Regions from separate parts of the Mus musculus genome. Here region 2 is linked to region 1. The links are chromatin contacts, called in public Hi-C maps. All regions are on one chromosome and are shown on one strand. The core of a region is the stretch at or near the end of the contact, and the rest is flanking DNA. Distances in the headings are between cores, read along the strand shown.

Region 1 (4,800 bases), core at 1,282-3,781:
AATAAACCCCTACCTCATAGCCATAGGGAGCTCACATCTCCTATGTGTCTGCTACAATGCCAAGCACATAGGAAATGCCTTGGAGGTGTGGCTCCATGATAAAACCCTGTTTAGCATTCACAAGACCTGAGGTTCGAGATCCCCAGCACCACAGAGAGAAAAAAAAAAAAGCCCCACAGATATTAGTTTTTCTGTTGTCATCCTATCAATCAAACACTTCCCCCTACTATGAACTCATTTGTTCTCACAGAATTTGGAAAATATGAAGAAATAAAGCCAAGAGAACATGGGGGCTGGAGAGATGCCTCTGTGGATGAATTGGTTACTGTGTAGGAAGGAGGACTTGAATTCAGACTCCCAGCACCCACCTAAAAGCTGGCATAACAGCCGGAGCCAGTACTGAGGGGCAGAGGCGGGAGGGCCCTGCTGGGTCTCAAGTCAGCACACTGCTTTGGGTTCAGTGAAAAGACCTCTTTCAAAAGATGATGTGGAGATGCAAATAAGGGAAGACGTTCTGACATCAACCTCTGGCCAGAACAAGGGAGTGTGTTAAATAATAATCTAAGAAGTCAGTCTGGGCACAGTGCTGCATGCCTACAAACCCAGCCCCTTGACAGGCAGAGGCGGGGGGGGGGGGCATGAGCTTGAGGTCCATGTGTACGATGTAGTGAGTCCTCATCTCAGAAACTACACAGCAGTAAACAACATCCAAACACAACCACGTGCAATGTCACTACCGAAGAGGACGTCACAACCCAGAAATGGTCTGATTTGGGAGTAATGCTTTTTAAAAATTGAACTATGTGGGGTCGTGCGACATAGCTTTTTAAAAAGGATTGGTTACACACACACACACACACACACACACACACACACACACAAACATACTGTTGTTGTCTTCAGACATACCAGAAGAGGGCATCAGATCCCATTACAGATGGTTGTGAGCCACCATGTGGTTGCTGAGAATTGAACTTAGGACCTCTGGAAGAGCAGCCAGTGCTCTTAACCTCTGAACCATCTCTCTAGCCCATCGCTATATGTTAAAACGTGATTTTTATCAACCAAAAGATAATTAATTGCATGAATATTTTGTAATTTTTTTCCTCACCAGATTTTTAACAGAAAATGACATTTGGGGTCCTCAGGAGGGTCCCCATCAATTCACATAAATAAGAGGACTTTGTAATTGGGACGGATGGGTACAGAAGGTGAAGCTAATAATTAAGAAGTTAAATAAACAAGGATGGGTGGTCAGGAGCACGAAGACTGTGGGGGAAATGATGGCCGTGTTCTAGGAGAGGCTATGGTGTGGGCAGTTCCAGGCACATCCCTCTGAAAAGCCATTTCCACTCCAGCTCTGTGAGAGCTGCAGTTACTCAGAAGGAACGAGAAGTCCCTCCGTCTGCTGCATGCTTGTGGTCGCTTCGAATTTTCCCATTTCCTCTCTGTGCCTTAGCTGTACCAGTTAGGAAATCCTAGAGAAGCAACTGGTTTTAGTTCACAGCAAGGAGGGGCCACTGCCCCAGGAGATGGATCTGGGGTCTGGTGCTCCCCAGTACCCACCAGGCAAACCCCAGCAGTCCCAGTCCTGAACCTAAGCCTCAGGGACAAAAACTGAAGGCCAAAGGGCTTGGCACTAACTCCTGGAGGGCCCTGGGGATGCGGTTAGACTTGGTTTAAGAGTGAGTGAGTAGCTACGTCCCATCCCTGTCCCCATGATTTTGCGGTTGAGCCATAACTGCAGGCAGCCAGAGCTTATGTAAGAGAAAAGGCTTGACTGGCTAACAGAAGGACAGGTAGTCAGACAGGAAGGTATTTAGGCACGTGCATACCCGATCAAAGATCTGTCAGGAGTAGGGGAGATGGGTCTAGCAGCGAGGCAAATTATCACCTCGTTTACCTATTGCATGTTCTTCAGCGCCTTCACAGCTCTAGAGCTGGACCGGAAAGCCAAGTCCCCTCTTGGCAGATGGGTAGAAAGGGCTCCATGCCAAATGATCTGAGCGAACCTGGCAGAGCCCGATGCTGGCAAGAGAGATTGCCCTTCGGGCTCTGATTTCTCCCTAGAGGGCTCGGGGGCGCTCTCGTGTTTGAGCTTTGTTGCCAGTGTGGCATTATGCCCCAATGAAATCAATATGGCTGCAATTACACACAGGCGCTCCCACCTTTCCCTCCCACCCCCCACAGAGCCCCAGCAACCAGCCCCACACGCCCACCCTGCAGACTGCAGAGTGGCATGCCCATGCTCAGCCCAGCTTCCTCTTGACAGGCTGTTGTTATTTTCTATGTGATACGATGGTGCTTGAAGTATGAGGAAAGATGTTTGGATTGTAAACAATCAGTTGCTTCCAAGTGCGCCACATGTTTCTTAGCGTCTCACTGCTCCTGGTAGGCTTCGGGGCTGGCCTCTCCTGTCTCCGCACATGCTCTCCTGGCGGTAGCTGGAAATGTATGAGTCTGCTTTAAAGCTGTCCTCGTATCCTCGTCCTGGTGCAAACATGTCGAAATCCTTCCCTGTCCTGTTTACCTGTTTACTGGAAGCTAATCACGCTCGAACAGGGTGATGTGCACACTGTAGCTTGCTCTGCTAATGAAGCAACTAGCGGAACCAACTGGCCTCGACGTGCCTCAGAATCAGACTGAGAAACGGCAGGGCTCTTGTGCTGCAGAGGATTTGAGAAATACCAGAGAGAGAGAGAGAGAGAGAGAGAGAGAGGGAGAGAGAGAGAGAGAGCGAGAGAGAGAGCGCAAAACTCGGGGCGTGGGGAAGGGGGCAAGGGGAAATAAGATTTAAAACCGGGACTGTAAACATATTCCAAATTCCTTCACTGTTGTTTCCTCTTTGTAAGATGCGGAGAGCGCATCTCATCGCACAGAGATAAGTAAGGATTCAAAGGCATCTTTTGGAAACCTGAGCTTGGAGGTGGAGGGCTGCCTGCAACTCATGCAGAGGATTTGGGTTTGGTTCCTAGAATCCTCATGCCAGCTCACAACTGCTCATAACTTTAATCACAGAGGATCTGACACTCTCTTTGACTTCTGGGGGACCTGCACTGCGCATAGTATGCAGACACACATAGATGCATATAAAATAAAACAAAAAAATCCTCATGGAACTATTTTGAAAAAGCTCCAAATTACACTGCTATTAAGTGTCTATTTAGAATCATAACTCAAAAATGACCTTCTTATTACTATATTGAAATAAGTATCAACAACAAAACATATTCTGTTTGCCTGGGAGATTCCCGATCATAGGATATCGCAGCATATTTTGAGAAGATCATAAACTAAGGTGAAACTGTGTGAGTGTATGAAACTCCTTTTAAATAAGTCGTACGTTTTAAAAAAATTCTCTGACAATTTCATATAGTGTATTTTGATAACTTACACACACACACACACACACACACACACACAACTTTACCCTCTCTCATTCCATCCACACACATTCTTTTTTCCAGAAGGTTCCTCTCCTGGTTTTGTGTCTTTTTTTTGCTCGTTTGCTTTGCTGCTTTTATTTTTTGGTGACCCATGGAAATCAATCAGGGTTGGGTGTGTGAAGCCTGGACGAAGCAAGTGACCAGTGACCATTCTGCTAAGGAAAGCCAAGAGTTCTTCAAGGAGAGGAGGGCCCAGGAGCCGCCCCACCCATCTTGTGCAGCTCTTCAGCAGGAAACCCAGCTGCTGGGAGCAGATAATGGCAACCGCCACACCCTAACTAGAAGCCAGCATTTCCCAGCCCAGTCTCACTGTCTCTTCTACTTCCTCTTCAGGTTATTCTCTGGGCCTTGAAGGGGATGAGAGAGCAATCTCATCTAGAACTGAACACTCAGCAGTTACTTATTTGAAATACTGTGGTCAGTTAGGGGGCTAGTTTTCTATCAACTTGACACAAGCTGGAGTCATCTGAAAGGAAGGAAACTCAATTGAGAAAATAACTCCTTAAGACCCATCTGTAGGGCATTTTCTTAATTAGCAATTGATGAGGGCGGGTCCAGCTCACTGTGAGTGGTGCTATTTCTGAGCTGACAGTCCTGGGTTCTTTAAGAAGTCAGGCTAAAACTAGGCATAGTTGCACATACCTTTAATCCCAGGACTTGGGAGACAGAGGCAGGAGAATCCCTGTGAGTTTGAGCTACATAGTGAATTCCAGGACACATACACACAAAATACATACATACATACATACACATACACATACATATATATATATAAAATACATAATTTAATTATATATGCTTTTATTATATACACACTTTGTATTGTATATAATTTTTATCATATAACAATCTGAGCAAGTCATGAGGAGTAAGTCTCTAAGCAGCATTCTTCCATCAGTTCCTGCCTCCAGGTTCCAGCTCTGAGTTCCTGTCTTGACTTCCTTTGGTGACAAACTACAGTGTGGAAATATAAGGCAAATGGAGTGCTTCTGGTTGTGGCATTTCACCATAGCAATAGCAGCCCTAAGACAATCGGCTTTCACTCACGGTCATGCACTGCGAACAGCAGCTTTGGCTTACCCCGCTGGGAACAGCACTGGTTTATGAGTATCAGCTCAGGAGACAGTTTGATACTGTGTCCCTTTAGAATCCAGTGCTAGGTTCCCCTCTGAGGCCTGTTACCCCCAACAGCGTTTGACCAGGTTTACAATACTCCCCGTGAATCCTCTTCTGGGGAGCAAGCCTCAATCAAGTGCAACCAGAAAACATAGAGTTAGCCTTCAAATAACCACGTCGCTGTCTCACTAGGGGACACATGTCTGGCAGGTTGATTTTGTAGCTTGTAGGGTGAACA
Region 2 (4,793 bases), core at 2,110-4,609, 420 kb after region 1:
ATCACCCAGCCAAGGCCTGTGGGATGGGGAATAACCCAGCTGAGGCCTTCGGGATTGGGGATTGCCGCAGGCCCTCTGGTCCCCTGTGCCTGCGTAGGAAAGAGTCTCTAGAGTAGATGGGCAGAGATTAGGATGAAAAATGACAAAAATCAGTCAAACACACAAGAGAGGTGTTGAATCTGAATGTAATGTTCCAGTCGAGCATCAGACTTTTATAATACAGAATAAATTGCAGAACAAGGCACATTGAATTTTTCCAGGTGCAAAAGGAGTGACTTCAAAAGGAACCAGATAAATGTATAACACTAGAGATTAGCACAGATGCAAGGGGAGTGACTACAAAGGGAATTTGTAGGGACCAGATAAATGTTTACATTAGAGATTAGCACTTTCTGCCAGGCAAGAGTTTTACTCTTAGAGTTAATAGCCCCAGGGTAGTTAACTCTTGACACACCTCAAGAATAATGTAGTGTCACTGACCACAAAATTCTCTAGGCCTCGTTAATTCTTATCTATATCTGAAGACTATCCATTTTCAGTATAGTATACTAATTTGCTCTTGGCATGGAATGTAGTCTGTAATACGCATTTCTATCTCAGTGAGAATATTAGACTCTATTTTCAGACACTGAATTAATGGCTAGTGCTTTATTAGCTACTGAATGGGTTAAGCTCCTTGCTGCTATCTGGAGTCTAAGAACACTGGGAAAAGGCTTTAGCTATGTTAGAATAAAATCTTAAAAGGCATTTACTATAAGGTAAAGCTATATAGAGTGCACGTGGATCCATACACTAGACTAATGCGGGAATGGAAAAATTAATTTTATGGTTTATATAGATTAGGGAGAAAATGCCAGGCCCCCGGGAAGGGAGTTTCCTTGAAACTCTTTGCTTCATGAACCAGCTTCCCAGCGTTCGCTTTGTCAAGCTGACTCCACCAGAGTCCCTGGCAGGGGATTGTGCTTGTGCTTGGTGTGGTCCGTGCTTATTGTTGCTTACTTTCTCATCTAGTGTTAAATAATTCACTGCTACTAGTTATTGATCATTGGTGAGCAGTCAGAGCACTCACTTGTAATGTCTTTAATGAACTTGAGGAAGTGGAGCTGTCTGTTAAGAAGGCTTGGATACACCTGTGCTCAGTCTTGTTAGTAGTTTACTTCCTGGTAGCAATAGGAAGAGGCTTAGACACCAACTGTCTTGCCAGTTCTGCTCTGTGCAGGGCTGGGGACACCAGCTGTTGGGACCTCTGTTCTTACAGGTCATGTCTTCATCTCCAGGGTCAGTTCTCAGGTCATCGTCACCTGTGACTGTCACTGACCACCGCAGTGCACCAAGTGCCCAAAATTGGTTTTCAGGCCACTCTGCATTTCCTCTCGTATGGCTGCTCTCATAAGCAATGTGCTGACGCTCATACTGTTTGTATTTTAGGAAGTTTTTCCACGATCTGGATTATAACTGGATTAGGTGTTGTGTTCTTCTCTGTCATGGTCCTTTATGCTTTGAGGAGCGTCTGGAAATACCTGTGTCATGTGTGCTTCCCACCACTCAAGCCTCCCCGCAGTATTGATGAGGTATGTTTTTCTCCCTGTCATCCACTAGGAAATGGGGAGCAAATGTTTGGATTCTGCAGATGATATTTGCTTTCTTGATATCCAAAAAGTTGTCAGTCTGGTGTGATTGTTTGTGCAGAATTTCAGTGACATTAGAAGCCTGGTGTGGTAGTGCATGCTTATAAAACCCAGGAAGCTAAGGTAGGAGATTTGCAGTGAGTTTGAGGCCAGTATGAGCTGAGTAGCAGATTGCATCTCCAAGAAACAAAAGAGGCTTAGGCCAGCAGGGCTAGAGAGCGGCCCTGCCCCAAACCAGGCATGGTGGTGAATTGAGGGTCAGAGGCTGCTCAGTGAGACCCTGCCTCTGAAACACGCTTGAGAATGTTAACCAGTGACTTAATGCAGAAGAGCTGGTGTGTTCAGAAGTGGTCTGCAGCAGCTGGAGTCAGCCTCAGGGCGGACGTTGAAGTGTGCAGCAGCAGGAGTGAACGTGGACAGCAGGTGATACAACATCACTCTGGCACTTAGGACCTCTCCAGGAAATAACCAGGGAGCACTGTTCATTCCGGCTTCCTGTTCCCACACAGGCACTTGATACAAGGGGATAGTCACTAGGGACCTCGGTGCCTTCTTGCTCTTCTCCTATGTCCTGGTCACAGGGCTAGAAGGCCAGCTTGCTCCAAGACAGTCAGTCTTGGAGGACACTTGAGATAAACATGTTTCAATCTGAGACAAGGGGCCACCTTGTTCCCATAGTCTGCTCTCAGCAGCAGCACATGGCTGTTGTAATGAAGTGTATGTTACAGTCTGAATAATGTCTTGTCTCTGCCTATTGTGGCATTTTTTGTTGCCATGTCCCATCTGTGAGATTTATCATACCATATCATAAATCCTATGATCCATCTGTCTTCACGTGGTGCCCTAGATGAAGTCACAGAAACAGGAATAACAAAAGCCATGAGTTCCTTTCATGGTGCTTGCGTGTTTTGCTTAGGACTCCTCTGATGATAGCACCTGAAATGATGGCACTGAGTGGGGAAGGCCTTGCCCTAGATCCTGGGAGCCAGGGCATAACACTGGGCAAGCTCTGTAAAAGAAGCTAGGCCATGAGCTGTAGAAGCCCAGAGTTCAGAGTTCAGCACATGCTTGCCGCCTGCTAGAGTTTTTAATTCCCCTTTGTGCTCTGATAGCTACAGCTGTGACACAGGTATAACCAGCCCCTTACCACCTAGGCAACAGGGTGACCTCCGTCTCTCACTTGTGCTTTTGAGTGCAAGAGAACTGGGCTGTCACTTCAAAATGTCTGTGATCCCAGCACCCCTAACCCACCCTTGGCAGCACAGTGCCTGTGTGAGGATTCTTCACAGGTTTACCCAAAAATGGCCTTGAGCCCGGTGGCCTGCTGTGCCTTCTGAGCCTCACAGTCATTCCCGGGATAGCTCATATGTCGTGATGCACACTCCGAAAGGCTGGACATAAAACAGAAGCTAGAGCTGGAGATGCAGGGTTTATTTTAAACAACCTGTTTTCCTTCCCTTTTACCATCAGTTTTTCTCTGAGCCGCCTTCAAAAAACCTTGTACTTCTGACGGCTGAGGAGCACACGGAAAGATGCTTCATCATTGAGAATACAGACACGGTCGCTGTAGAAGTAAAGCACGCGCCTGAGGAGGACCTCAGGAAGTACAGCTCACAGACCAGCCAGGACTCGGGCAACTATTCCAACGAAGAGGAGGAGAGTGTGGGCACCGAGAGCGGCCAAGCTGTGCTCTCCAAAGCTCCCTGCGGGGGGCCATGCAGCGTGCCTAGCCCTCCTGGGACCTTGGAAGACGGGACCTGCTTCCTGGGAAATGAAAAATATCTTCAGAGCCCAGCCCTGAGGACAGAGCCAGCTCTTCTCTGCTGACAGGTGCTCGGCCCAGGCTGGGGGCCGTGTGGAGGAGACAGACTTATCTGAAGTGGCTGCCAGCTTCTGCTGCCAGCTGGAAGCCCTGGGTGCTGTTTGTGCCACAGATGAGGCTCACTGATGTCAGGCATCTGGTGGTTCTGTCTCGGTGTTTGTCCTCTAGGTGACATTTAGAACATTCCGATTTTTAATCCTGCCGTAGCCCCTCAGTGTGTCACAGGTACCATTGTCTACAGCCGCGCTTCCTAACCCATACCTCACCACAGCCGTGGCTTCTGACCAGAAGTCACTGAAACCATGGAGAAAGGGGACACTAACTGGAGGAGCTGGCGTTGTTTAAGATCTCAGTGTGGCCTGGGTGTGCCCGTTGTACTCTAGTACTTGCAGAACTAGAAAATGCCAGGGACAAAAAGCAGGCATGAACCATTCAGTAAGAGAGAAGCTAGTGAACCTGATGGTGAAAGAAGACCGTGTCCAGTCAGTGTTTGTGTGAAGGCCCTGTGCTGCTCTCTGTAGCCTTCCCGTGGTACTTATAAAACCAGGCCGAACCCTGTCCTCTGTCCGGCACTATTCAGGTCCCTTCCCAGCTCCAGGTACTTAAAAAACAAAGTGTTGGGTCCTGGGGTGAGGGAACAGCTTCGACGGCACAGTGCTGCCTGCAGGCGCCTATAAGTGACCTTAGATGAATGCTCCATGAGCATCTTCGGTAGGCAGGACATCCAGCAGTGCTGGTGGCTCCAGGGCAGACTCAGTTGCAGGCCAAAAAGGAAGAGAGAGGAGTCATAGCCCTGCCCCAATCGAGCTTGTTGCTCGCTGCACTGCGCCTTTGTAATCAATCTTGGTTTTTTTGTTTTGTTTTGTTTTTTTTAACTTTTAGGTGATAACATATTCTCAGATATAGCACACAAGAGACACTACACAAATTACGTCTGAAAGTTTTGATAGAAAAGAGCTTTTGACTGGGGTAGACAGCTTGCTCCTCACTACTACCTTGTATCTCAGTCTCCTCAACAGAGAGAGAATGCAGATTGATTTTCATCCTGAGTTTTATTTTCTTGCCCGGTTTCTGGGTTCGGGTGTGCTTTCAAGGCTCTGAACAGCTTGTCTGCCCACAGGGGAGCCCGGAGACCCAGCCTTTTGGCTAAATGTTGCAGGTTCCTGTACTTGAAGGACTCCAGCTCCTCTGTAGAGGGCATGGTCATCGCGGTCTGCAATCACGCTGATACCCAGAAAAATGGCCACACAACTCAAATCTGGTGCCACGCTTTAATAATTCTACCCAGCACGGCCCAGCCCTGTTCACGGCGGAAAAGCTCCTTCTGCCAGGACAGCCTGTGA

Evidence for each region. Hi-C and Micro-C count contacts between places; a contact is called where the count stands out from the background.
Region 2: a Hi-C map of cerebellum shows a contact between it and region 1, with 2.1 times the contacts expected there. The contact joins two enhancer-like sites. A contact is called at or near these places in 1 of 39 promoter capture datasets (frontonasal cranial neural crest), 37 of 484 Hi-C or Micro-C datasets (B cells, CD4 T cells, the CH12 cell line and 23 more) and 2 of 9 other capture datasets (embryonic stem cells and liver).

What each region holds. Positions count from the first base shown.
Region 1 is chr16:91,083,095-91,087,894 of GRCm38.p6, forward strand. It overlaps a transcript of 4932438H23Rik not described here. Among named protein-coding and RNA genes, the nearest start is that of 4932438H23Rik, 16 kb to the left of the region's middle. Within about 2 kb of position 2,532, at least 42 of the 459 cell types and tissues checked have an H3K27ac peak or open chromatin away from gene starts, as enhancers often do. A contact at or near this core is called in cerebellum, where this site is marked.
Region 2 is chr16:91,501,957-91,506,749 of GRCm38.p6, forward strand. Ifnar1 (interferon (alpha and beta) receptor 1) reads left to right here. Exons shown (of 11, transcript NM_010508.2): 10 at 1,429-1,571; 11 at 3,099-4,793. The coding sequence ends at 3,455. Among named protein-coding and RNA genes, the nearest start is that of Ifnar1, 19 kb to the left of the region's middle. Within about 2 kb of position 3,360, at least 14 of the 459 cell types and tissues checked have an H3K27ac peak or open chromatin away from gene starts, as enhancers often do. A contact at or near this core is called in cerebellum, where this site is marked.